Regions from separate parts of the Danio rerio genome. Here region 1 is linked to region 2. The links are chromatin contacts, called in public Hi-C maps. All regions are on one chromosome and are shown on one strand. The core of a region is the stretch at or near the end of the contact, and the rest is flanking DNA. Distances in the headings are between cores, read along the strand shown. Region 1 holds the start of mcf2l2 (MCF.2 cell line derived transforming sequence-like 2). Region 2 overlaps mcf2l2 (MCF.2 cell line derived transforming sequence-like 2).

Evidence for each region. Hi-C and Micro-C count contacts between places; a contact is called where the count stands out from the background.
Region 1: a Hi-C map of fibroblasts shows a contact between it and region 2, with 3 times the contacts expected there. The contact joins the promoter of mcf2l2 here to the enhancer-like site in region 2. A contact is called at or near these places in 5 of 18 Hi-C or Micro-C datasets (caudal fin, embryo, fibroblasts and 2 more) and 1 of 4 datasets of contacts at active chromatin or transcription factors (caudal fin).

Annotation. Positions count from the first base shown.
Region 1 is chr11:11,017,482-11,023,640 of GRCz12tu, reverse strand. mcf2l2 (MCF.2 cell line derived transforming sequence-like 2) reads left to right here and starts at 3,500. Exons shown (of 29, transcript XM_073916431.1): 1 at 3,500-3,845. The coding sequence starts at 3,764. It overlaps LOC141376544 (a long non-coding RNA gene), which reads right to left and starts at 3,829. Exons shown (of 2, transcript XR_012387037.1): 1 at 3,375-3,829; 2 at 1-1,700.
Region 2 is chr11:10,967,081-10,973,285 of GRCz12tu, reverse strand. All of the region lies in intron 2 of mcf2l2 (MCF.2 cell line derived transforming sequence-like 2), which reads left to right. Among named protein-coding and RNA genes, the nearest start is that of mcf2l2, 50 kb to the left of the region's middle. Within about 2 kb of position 3,870, at least 6 of the 62 cell types and tissues checked have an H3K27ac peak or open chromatin away from gene starts, as enhancers often do.

The DNA of each region.
Region 1 (6,159 bases), core at 2,251-4,750, 51 kb before region 2:
TAACGGAATGAAATTAGCTTTTTTGTAGTTTACTGTTGATGATCAAGTATAAAAACTCATCATGCACATATGAAAAGTCCCACTATTAAAGAACACACACAGTACATAAAGTATATGGTCACAGCTTTTTGTATAGATGCCATGTGTGATGTCAGTCATTTATTGACCACTTTATTTCTTTTCATCAATCTGGCCACATTTTCACATGAATAAAATACTATAGTCGTGTATTTTTTTTTATTAAAGCACAACATATGAAAATGCATTTTACTGCATATATTATAATATTTACCTTTTTTTTTGTTAAATGAATGCTACATAGTATTAAGTAGTGATCGGATACATACAGTAGTAAACTTTAGTTTCTACTACAGTAAATTGTTGTGAATTGAAGTATAATGTATACAGTTGTAGAAAGCTTAGTAAAGTATTGGGTCATTTGTTTATGATACTATAGTTGTAATATTAGCACATAAACTATAAAATTGTCACAACAGAATAATTTAAGTACATTACTGTCTGGTTGAAAAACACTATAGTATTTATTTTCAATTCCTATTTTGTTTTATGTGGGATTAACTATTGTGGAGATAAATATATAAACAAACTATTGACTGACTGATTTATTTAATTTAATCATTTAAAATATTTTATTGGAAAAAAATTTGGAAAAATACTAGCTTTCAACAACTCTTCAAAATAATAATGGTGATATTTTCATGATCTCAAGTACCAATTTGTAACTCATTTTGTTGTCAATTTTGTAACAGCAAATTTATATAATTATTAAAAAAATATATGAAGAATTTAGATACATTTTTTAAAGATTTATTTTTATGAAGTAATTATCAGATCACTGCACTGAAGATGTAGTGATATTTTTATATACTACATGGCTATACCAGGGGTGTCCAAACTCGGTCCTGGGGGCCAGTGTCCTGCTGAGTTTTGTTCCATCTTGCTTCAACACACCTGCCAGGAAGTTTCTAGTATATCTAGTAAGAGCTTGAATAGCTGGTTCAGGTGTGTTTGATTAGGGTTGGAGCTAAACTCTCCAGGAACACCCCTGGGGTATACAATATTATTTCAAGTCAATCACAACAGTGAAAACCACAACAGCGTTTGCTCAGTATTGCCAATAGATGGCGACCTTTCTACATAAATGTCCTGCTCATGTGTCCAGCAGGCGGCGCTGCAGCGCAATCCCCGTTTAGTTTATTAGTAAATTGACCTACAGCGCCATATGCCGGTGAAACTTTAGTAGGTCAATATTTATTCTTCCCTAAATCAGGCGACGATACATATTACAGTCATCTCAACATATAAGACGACGATTTCAGCCTGTCTTTCGATTTCTAGACTTTATTTAATTGATTTGACTAATACTGTAAAAGGAGCTGAGCATCTTTAATAGAAAACAATGTTTAAATTATTTATATTAAATATGAATAATGAAGACATCATAAAAACTCACTCGGTATTATTGATAATTAATCTTAAAACACTTTTAAAGAGTATGAGCGTAATAAGTTTAGATGTTATGGCAGGAGCACAGATGGCGTCTCATCACTGAGTGTTTCCAAGGAGATGATGTGGTTCCCAAGGGCGATGTCGTCAAGTAAGATGATAGCCGTTCATCAGCTCACGTCAAAATGTGGAGAGGAGCCCAGCTCAGTCCTGCTGATGCTGTTCCTCAACAACTGTAAGTAAATATAGGACCATTAAACATGCATAATGGGGCATTAAAGCATTTATCAAAGTTATGTTAATAGCAATAATAATGTTAATTAATGTATTTAAATATGCAGTAAATAAAAAGCACAATATTACATTATTATTATTATTGATTTTTATTATTATTAATTGAATGAATATTTATAAATTTTAAAATTTTAATTATACAATGCCTAATATTTCAAAACAATAAGGAAACATTGAAAGTAAATAGTTTAAACATTCAATATTCAAAATTTTTTTTTTCAAACAATACATAATAATATTTGTTAAAAATGTACATACTATATAGTGATAGTATGTATAATATAATTATACTTCATATGAGATTAATGTATAAAAATAGTAGAAGTTTTTATCACAATTAATAACAAATTTACTATTTTATGCGCTTAATATTTTAATAAATGGATAGGGTAAAACTAAGCAATATAATATAATATTTTGTTTAACATTGTTACACACAATGTTAATATCTTTTACCTGTAGAACAATATTATATATGTATATATAATATATGCAAATATTGTATCAAAATAGCATTATTAATAATAAACTAATAAAAAATATATATACATTATTTTCTACATGAATAATAAAAACAGTTTACATCTAAATAATAGTATAAAGTTAAACATTAACAATGAAAAATATACAATATTATGTAATAACAGTATTTTAAATATATAATTTCACCAGCATGCCACACTTTAAGCTAGACATTTTTTTAGGGATAAAAAGGATGGTAAGGAAACAGTAGGATGAAGGGAGGAGGTTAAATAGTAAACAGATAAGTAGGGTAATCGGGCATCCTACGGTGATGCCCAGAGACTAAGAGTGCGGGTACTGTCACTGTAATATTTTGGTATTGGAGTGATTAGCAGCCCCCGATTCAACCTCGGAGGGAAGAGAGAGTTATAGGATTGTTAATGGCAAGCAAGGAAACCAAGGGAGGGAGGGTGGGTTCGGGAAAACAAGAAGAACGGTGCTGGAGGGCTGGTCTGCCTTAAATAGGGAGTAGGTGATTGGTTAAGGATGTAAAATGAGGCATGGTCCCGCTGCCGAACCTTTGTTAATGAGTTAACTCTGTTACAATAAAATATAATATAAAAAAATAATAAATTATAAATTGAATTTTGTTTTCATTTAAATTGAATATTGTATATATTTTGATATATTATATTGTATGTATGTTTGTATATATGTATGTGTATGTATGTATATGTATCAAATGTATCAAAATAGAATTATTAATTATAAAATATGAAATGGATAATAAAATATACTTTATTTTCTTCCAAATTATTAAAAATCATTTTCATCTAAATAACAATAGTATAAAGTTAAATATTACCAATTTTTAATATAATGTAATATAATATAATATAATATAATATAATATAATATAATATAATATAATATAATATAATATAATACATTATATAATATATTATAATATAATATAATATAATATATTACAATACAATATATTATAATATAATATAATATAATAAGTATAATATAATATTATATAATATAATAAAATATAATAAATATAATATAATAAATATAAAATAATACATTATATAATATAATATAATATAATATAATATAAAATAATATAATATAATCATTGAAACCTTTCACAACAGATCCCCTCCTGCCTCTTTCCCTAACAGCTCCATTCCACTGACTCCATTGTTCCAGGTTTTGCGTGCTCATCTCTGTGTGTCTCCCTGAAGGCAGGTACCGTTTCCTCTTCTCTGATTCTCTTCCTGGTGCGTGAAACACACACAGTCTAACAGCCTGACAGGACAGAAACCAAAGACTCCAGCATCCCTGCATCAACAGCAGACACTCACAATGAACCATTAACATCACAAAAAGCTGCACTGCAGAAAAAAAAAGAGCCGGCTTGATCTGTCCTCCCGCGGAGACCTCCATCACGGGCTGGGAGTGGCTGCGGGTCTTTGTGAATCAGGGCAGAGAGGAGAGGAGGATTGAGGCGTTCTAGCATTCGCACCCTGAGATGCTCTGCAGGTTGGAGGAGGAAGAGGAGATGTCTCTACTGGAGCTTCAGCAGAGGGTGGACTGTATCATCACCCATGTTGGTGAGTGGCTTTTTATTCACTGCTGGAGCTCATGGATGGGGGGTGTGACGGGATGGATTGAGCTTTCTTGTGCTTGGGATGTAGGGGGTGTTCCCTGCTGGACAGGTATTTATAGAGGTTGGTTGCCGTGTCTGTGGTTTATTTTAGATTTTGAGAATTATTTTTCACATAGAATGTGGACATAGGAAGCACGGATTTATTTAATTTAATTTAATTTTAGTAAAATGTTTATATTTATTTTATCATTTTAATGTCTTGTAATGATTTTGATAGTACTTATACAGAATACTGTATGCGTTAGTTAAAAATACATAATAATATTAATTAACATACACATGATAATGCATTTATTATTAATGTCAAAAACAGCAATATCAATAAAACTATTAATATCAGGAAAATAATTTATTTAATGCAAATAAGTTTTGTAATAATCATAATTTCATATTATTTATTTTTTTACAAATTTATCTGTTAAAGAAAATAAAAAGTAAATAAATAAATAAATGTGTAAGATATTCAATGTTAAATAAATTTTAAAGACTTTGAGTTTAGACAACAATTATTTATTTTAGCGTTGACCCACATTTACTAATGGAATTCGGACATAGAAAGCACATATTTTTAAATGTAATTTAATTTGTTTTTTTGTTTTTGTAGTTTTATTTTATATTATTTTACTAGTATTGCAATGTCTTGAGAAGATTTTGATATTACTTAGATACTGTATGCATGAATAATATACAGATATATATTATTAATAAGCATACTCAAATATAATAATGCATTTAGTAATAATGTTAAAATGGCAATATTTATAGTACTATTGATGTCAGGAAAAATTATAATTTGATTTTATGTTAGAACATTTTACAATTCAAAAAAGAAAAATCAATAAACAAATAAACAAACAAACAAACAAACAAACAAGAAATAAATGTTTAAAACAGTTAAAAGAGGTTGATTTTAGTCAACTATGATTTATTATAGCATTGACTCACATTTACGAATAAAATGTGGACAGAGAAAGCACATATTTAATTTAATTTACTTTATATGAATTGAATATATTTAATTGTTATAAATTTGTACGGTTTAAAAGAAAAAAAATGTTAATGACAGTTAAAAAGGTTGGTTTTACACAACTATGGCTTATTTTAGCTTTGAATGTCTTCACATGGAATGTGGACAGGAAGAAGATATTTTATTGAATTTTATTCTTTTTATTTTATTTGTATGGCAATGTCTTGAGAAGATTTTGATAGTACACATATGCTGTATGCATTAATAAAATACAAATATTAATTCATATAAATAAGCATACACAAATATAATAATGCATTTAGTAATGATGTCAAAATAGCAATATTAGAAGTACTATTGATGTCCGGAAAAATCATAAATTCATGTTATTTAAATTTTAATGAATCACAAATCTAAAATGTAATCAATGAATAAATAGTTAGATGGGTGGACAATTGCAGTAGGTTGATTTTCATACAGATGTGATTTATTTTAGACAGGGCAATTTAAACAGATATTAAGAGAGCTTATTTATTCATAACTTTTTTTAATATTATTAATATATAGCCATATTGTAGGCACACATTTTGGAGATCATGTTAATGTCTTTGCATAGAAATTATCAGTTAATAAGTGACATTTAAACAGCAGAATAAAGCATTTATTTGGTGAAGGAATCAAATATCTCAGTTTATTTAATGTGTTTTTACACCAAAATCAGGTGGATTATGAGGAAACTCACTTTATTATAAAAACCTTAACTCTATTTGTTTGATATATTGTGGTGGTAGTCTAATAAAGCCTAATTGTATGATAAATCTGGGTGTTTTTGCTCCATCTACTCTGGAGATGGAATTAAATCATAAAAGCCACAAAAATGTCCATGTGCTTCAGTCACTGGCCCAGTGTAGTGAAGTAGGTTATTGTGCCGTGCTGCTGTTTCACTGTCCTGTCTGAGAGAGAGAGGCTCTGCTGACGCCCCCACTGCAGCCCTCGGGGGACGTAAAGACCGTTACTATGGAAACTGAGATGGGCTAGCTTCAGCCATATTGATTCATAGAGGCGCTCCATGCTTTAAACACATAGTCACTGCTTCCTAACTTTATTATCCACATTATAAAACACTACAACTTCCGCTTTCTGAGACCAATGACAATCAGCAGGCTTTCCAAACAATGATTAAGCCATTTTGCTTTCGCTTCAGTGCTTTTCTGCACTTTGGATGTTAGATGTATATTTACCAAAATGTTTAACAGCCTCTAAACCTCCCTTTTATTTAAAGGCAAGGCAG
Region 2 (6,205 bases), core at 2,621-5,120:
GTTGCACTCCTAGTTGGCTTATGTTCTGTTAAAAGCATTGTATTTTCCTTCTCAATAGAACTTACTGTATTGATGCTTTTGAGCTTTTAGCTTTCTTGATGAAAGACATGTGGATTAGGTTTGTGTTTTGGTGATTATTTGATGTTAATTCTCATACATCACAACATGTCTGAGCTGTTGTTCAGTTCCGTTCAGTCTCAGCTGTCCATTTTCTCAGAGGCTCATTAGTGTCTAAAAGCTGAAAAAAATAAAAAATAAAAAACGGTTTCTGCTGTTCCGTTTTCCCATGGTGCAATATACAATACAATAATGAACTGAGAAATATCAATGAGTTTGTTGGTGACCATTTGTAAATCTCTGCTTGTAGTTTATGAACTCAAGGTCGGTTCTGTGTGGAGTTTGCATGTTCTCCCTGCGTTCGCCTGGGTTTCCTCCGGGTGCTCTGGTTTCCCTCACAGTCCAAAGACATGCGGTACAGGTGAATTGGGTTGGCTAAAATTGTCCGTAGTGTATGAATGTGTGTGTGGATGTTTCCCAGAGATGGGTTGCAGCTGGAAGGGCATCCGCGGATTAATAAAGGGACTAAGCCGACAAGAAAATGAATGAATGAATGAATGAATGTTCTATTTATTCACTGTCAAGTAATTATAAACCTTTAAGAGCTTTATTCTTCTGTTGAACTATAAGGAAGAAATTTTGAAGACAGTAGCTATAGTAGGTAAAATGCTTATATTAAAATGTCTTCGTTTTTGTGTTCGATGGGAGAAAGAAACTTAAACAGGTTTGTAAGAAGTAAAGAGTGAATAAATGATACCAGAACTTTTACTTTTGGGAGAATATTGTTTCATGTCACACTTTTTAATGGCAAGAATATTAACAGTCATGTAAATATTTCCTGTAGTCTATGATTTTGTTTCTTTCCTTATTAGTGTCAAACAGCACCAGTCTTTTACTGCATCCAAAATCACACACTTCTCCTGTGTTCCCTTAGTGTTCAGTATCTGGTCTGGTCTGGTATGTTGGAGCATTCGCTGATGTGTGATTTTCCAGTCTACTTTATATGTTCCTTGTGGATTTCTTTGGTTGTTTGTATTAAACCAGAGTCCCTTTAGGACATGTCATTTTACTAGGGGGACATATTTTAAACAACTCTCTGGCTGTGTGCTCATTCTGTCTGAATGTGGAAACATTGAATCCTCCAAAACTGTTTGCCAAGCTCACGACTACATTACATATTTGGAATCACCAATAAAATGAAACAACTGCTGTCTCATAAGTTTAGTTTCTAAACGTTCAAATCAAACAAAATCTGCATTTTTTCAGGTTGCCCGAGCTAATGTGTGTGCCCATTCGAAAGGAACAAGATCACGACACCAACCTCATTTATGGCACATATACACATTATCATCCTCTGGATAATGCTACATCAAATCACGCTGGTCTTTTTAAGTAATTCACAACTTGGTCTTGATGGCGAATTTTCTCCAGAAATGACAATGACACTTTGTTTACAAGTTTGTGGGCATTTGAGTAGTTGCTGTCACGTGATGTGCATTTAATAGGATGCATTGTATCTTGTGTTCGTTTCATACAGATTACAAACATTTGTTTTCAAGTGTAGTTGGTTCGTTTAAAAATACAGATTTCAAGCTTTATTTGGATATATTCGCAAGTATTGGCTGAGATTCCAGTGTGTTTGCTGACCATAAAACCTGTCATAAAAGCACACGCCTAGTCCAAGCTTCTCCCCAGGAAAAACATCAGTCTATAGCAATCGATGATTGGCTCCTGTACTAGTAGGTGAGGCTTTATTCGTCATATTGACTGTTACACTATGTCCCATTCAAAACTATATAAGTGACATGTCTTGTGTATTCTATAGTCTTTGATTAAACTCACCTCTCTGCCAAATGACCAATAAGCGACATTTACACAATTTTCACAATCTAACCAAACGGCCTGTTTTTCTTCTTTATTTAAAATGACAGAGCAGCGTAATTTCATCATTACAATTAATAAACAACAAAAGACTAAATTAAAACTCCAAGACTAAAATTAGAATACATGGCATTGAAATGAATAGTAATTAATACATAATACATTTTTTAAATATGGAAACGAATGTAGATTAAAAATTTTTAAATACTGTAAACGAATGTAGATTATAAGGCCATGTATTTTATCAGATGGCATTTCCAAATGGTAGATAATTGTTAAAATAGTTGTTTTTTTTTTAAAATCAACTAAAAACTGAATCAAACCTTTTTGACGCAGAACCAAAATACAAAAGATTAAAAAAGAACAAACAATTATTATTTGTGAGAAAGCTGATACCTTTTTAGATGCAACAGAGATACAGTGCTATCAATGCAGCACATGATCATGTCTAAGTCTTGCAGGATCAGATTGTCACTCTTATATAATTAGATTTTATATATATTTATATATATATATATATATATATATATATATATATATATATATATATATATATATATATAATTTTTTTTTTTTAAGTTCCTAATTAAATAACCAACTGATTTACCCAACACAGTACCAAACAGGCCCATGAGTGTTCATTTTTGACCTGGTTTGAACCAAAAGCAATTTTGTTTACCATCTCAAGTGTTTAACCACTAGGCTACGCCAGCGTCCTTCTTAATATGTAACAGATGAAACAATTAGGCAACCAGCAGAGACATAAACAGCTGGCGACATCTGTTAGTGAATGTTTTTGACCCTGCTTTAAATCAGTTTTAATCAGCCTTTTTTCTGTGTGTGACGCTGACAGGTGCTCCTGATGGAGTGTTAAAGGGATAGTTACTCACTATTTACTCCTCCTTCACTTGTTACAAATCAGTTTGAGTTTCTTTCTTCTGTTAAACACAAAAGAAGATATTTTGAAGAAAGCTGGAAACCTGTAACCATTAAAATCTATTGTGGGTAAAGCAAATGCTATAAATGTCAATGGTTTTGTAACAACTGGTCAGGGTGAGGGTCCAAATGTTGTTTATTAACTTGGCAGGTAATGGTTAAAGCAGGAGGAAACAGCCCCTGTGTGTCAGTGCGTGCGTGCGTGTGTGCGTGTGTGTGTGAGTGTGTGTGTGTGTGTGTGTGTGTGTGTGTGTCTGCTGTATGGTTTATTTGATTGGTCCATCATGACCTTCCATCGTGTAATCGGGGGGAATCAGAAACTGGTGTGTCTGAGGTGCATGATTGGAGTTGTAGTTCATTAAATCGACAAATGTGTTATTCTTGATTGCTGGTAATTGTGAGAGCTTACAGGTTTCCAGCTTTCCTTGAAATATCTTCTTTTTGTGTTCAACAGAAGAAAGAAACTTATAAAGGTTTGGCACAAGTTAGGGGAAGTAAATAACGACAGAATTTTACGCAACACACAAAATGATACATAATAAAGAGACAGTTCACCTAAAAAAGACAGTTCTGCTATTTTTTACTCATCCTTCACTTGTTCCAAACCTGTTTAAGTTTATTTCTTCTCTTGAAATTAAACGACAATGTTTTAATGTTGCTAAAAAAACTGTAATTATTGACTTCCATAGTATTCGATTTCCTACTATGGAAGCCATTAGTTAAAGGTTTTCATCTTTCTTTAAAATATCTTCATTTTGTGTTCAAGCGAAGAAATACACTCATAAAGATTTATAACAATTGAGTAAACAATTGAGTAAATTTTCATTTGTGAGTGAACTATTTTTTTAACTAATGAACACCAGTGTTTACCATGTTCAGTGTAGACACAGTTTGTTCAAAAAAGGGTGGAAAAACTTACAGGCTGCACTGATGTAAGTGGGAGGGACATCGAAACTACAGACTTGCAGCTCCTTGGAGAGCATTTCCATTCCTTCCCACCCAAGTCAGCTCTCCTAAGGGCCTGGCCTGCGTCTCCGTCTGCTCATCTGCCAGAACGCCTGCACCAGCCATCAAAACTGCACCACTTACATAATGCTATGGTGAAAAACAGTCCTTTGTGCTACCTATTTAGCTGGCTCCTCTTGTCTTAAGTGCTGCTTTCCTCATGGTGTCGTCCATTAGGCTCTGTGAATCACACTGATAGAGTAGGTTTCAAATGTCTCTCAACTAGAAACAAGCAATTCCAGCGTTATGGATGTGACATTTGCAGTAAAAACTTACAACATAAATACACAGAGAAAGTATACGTTAACATTATGTTGAAAGATCTGTTTATATTTTACAAAACAACTAACCAAAGAGTTATGGGATAAGACAAAATATCAATCTGAAAACATCTTTTATATTTTAAATGAGGAAAATAAGCATGCGTTATGAATGTAAATAACAAAATATGCAAGTTTACGGAGTACAACTGTAAATTTATCAAACATTGAAGTCTGTGCTGCTGAGGTCATACTGTGTACAAATGGGTAGGGATTAGGAAGCTAGACTGCCTTGGTTCATCGTGTCTGCTTGTGAAGCATCTCAGGAAAGCACTGGATTTAATCCTAATGATCGTTTTTTAACACAACGTACATGGTCCTTTATTTGTTTTGTCTGCACATTGAAAACAAACTGATCCACCTGAAAATGTTCTATCATATGCGAGTGAATATTTGAAGCATGTCAACTAGCAAAATCCTCTTTGAGCAAAGCGCAAGATCGAATGAAACAAATTAGTGATCGACATACTGAAGTGTGTTCATTTCAATCTGGTGATTAATTTCCTGCTCTGCTGCCTGTGGTTGGTTTATCTTTTCAGGCTAAATTTTCTTGTCCGTATATCACGGCTTGTCAAGCTTCTGATTTTGATTATGTAATTAATACAGAAGATTGTAAAAATAAGACTAGAGTGTGCCATGTGAATACCGCAGAAAGCAGAAACCCTTAAGCAGAAACCCTTCTATGATTCCAAAAACCTTGTAAACACTAAAGTAAATCAAGAGCACCTGGTTGATGCTTGTGTTAAAACCTGTTTTACTTGCAGATTCATCCATCAGTACAGAGTTGTTACCAACTTCAATGTTATTGGGGATCAGGATAAGGTGGATTCTGGAGGTTCAATTCTTGGAGGTTGCCTACGAAATTCTGAAGTTTTACGAATTTTGAACAATTATTTTGTGTCATTTATCACATGCACAGTGTACTGACTTGATTGATTTGATTCATGAGATGAAATGAATGGAATCAACTTTTCTAGTCGGGCTTCTCCTTCACTGCTAGTAAGTAAATAAATTTACATTTAAATTACACAGAACAACCTTAAAGAAATAACATTTATTATAAGGCTCACTATAGAACAAAAATGATTGATTTTATTTTACTTCACATTTTTGCATTTATTAGTAAAAACTTTGTTATGAAAGTTTATATTGAAAACATTGACAGAGATATTTTATGCGTACTTTTACAGTATTGTAAAATACAAGCCTACACAAAAAACCTAGAAAAGGTTTCGCTATTTTGGTGAAAACATTATTTTCTTCACGGCAAGGTTGACATGTGCATGGAATTGATCAAATGATGCATAAATGAAAGACAGCCAGATGATCACACCAGGATTATATTCATATTATTAATTCTACAGTACATGCGATTTTCACGGTATCATTATGCACTATTCCTGTATGTATATTTTATATGGGCTACAACGGCTGTTTTATTAGGTACGTCTTTGATACTTCAGAATTGGAGCTCTTTCGCATTCTGCTTTAACGTACACATGACATTAAATCTAACTGTATTGATTTTGTTAGCTTGTTTTGTTGTAAACAATTCATTTGTGTAAAAAAACAATTGCTTGGCCTTGTAATCTAAAGTTGAAATCTAAAAAAAAAGCACTTCCTGTTTGTTTTCAGTTAATTTTTTACATCTGTCTGAGGTATTGGGTGAAGCTAACTTAACCACAACCCTTTAACTGTCAGTTTTGACTATGCGCTATGATAACAGAAATGGTGAGGAGGAGGTGTCTGTTTCTACTTTACTACATCCAATCAATTCAATTAATTTTTATTTTTATTACACTTTTACAATGTAGATTGTGTCAAAGCAGCTTAACGTAAACATTCTAGTAAACTGAAACTGTGTCAGTCTAGTTTTCAGCATTGAAGTTCAGTTTAGTTCAGTTCAGTGTGGTTTCATTTGCAAGCACAGTCCAAACACAAAAGAGCAAATCAATCCATGTGCACCTCCACAAGTCCCAGCCAAGCAAGCCAGTGGTGAGGAACAA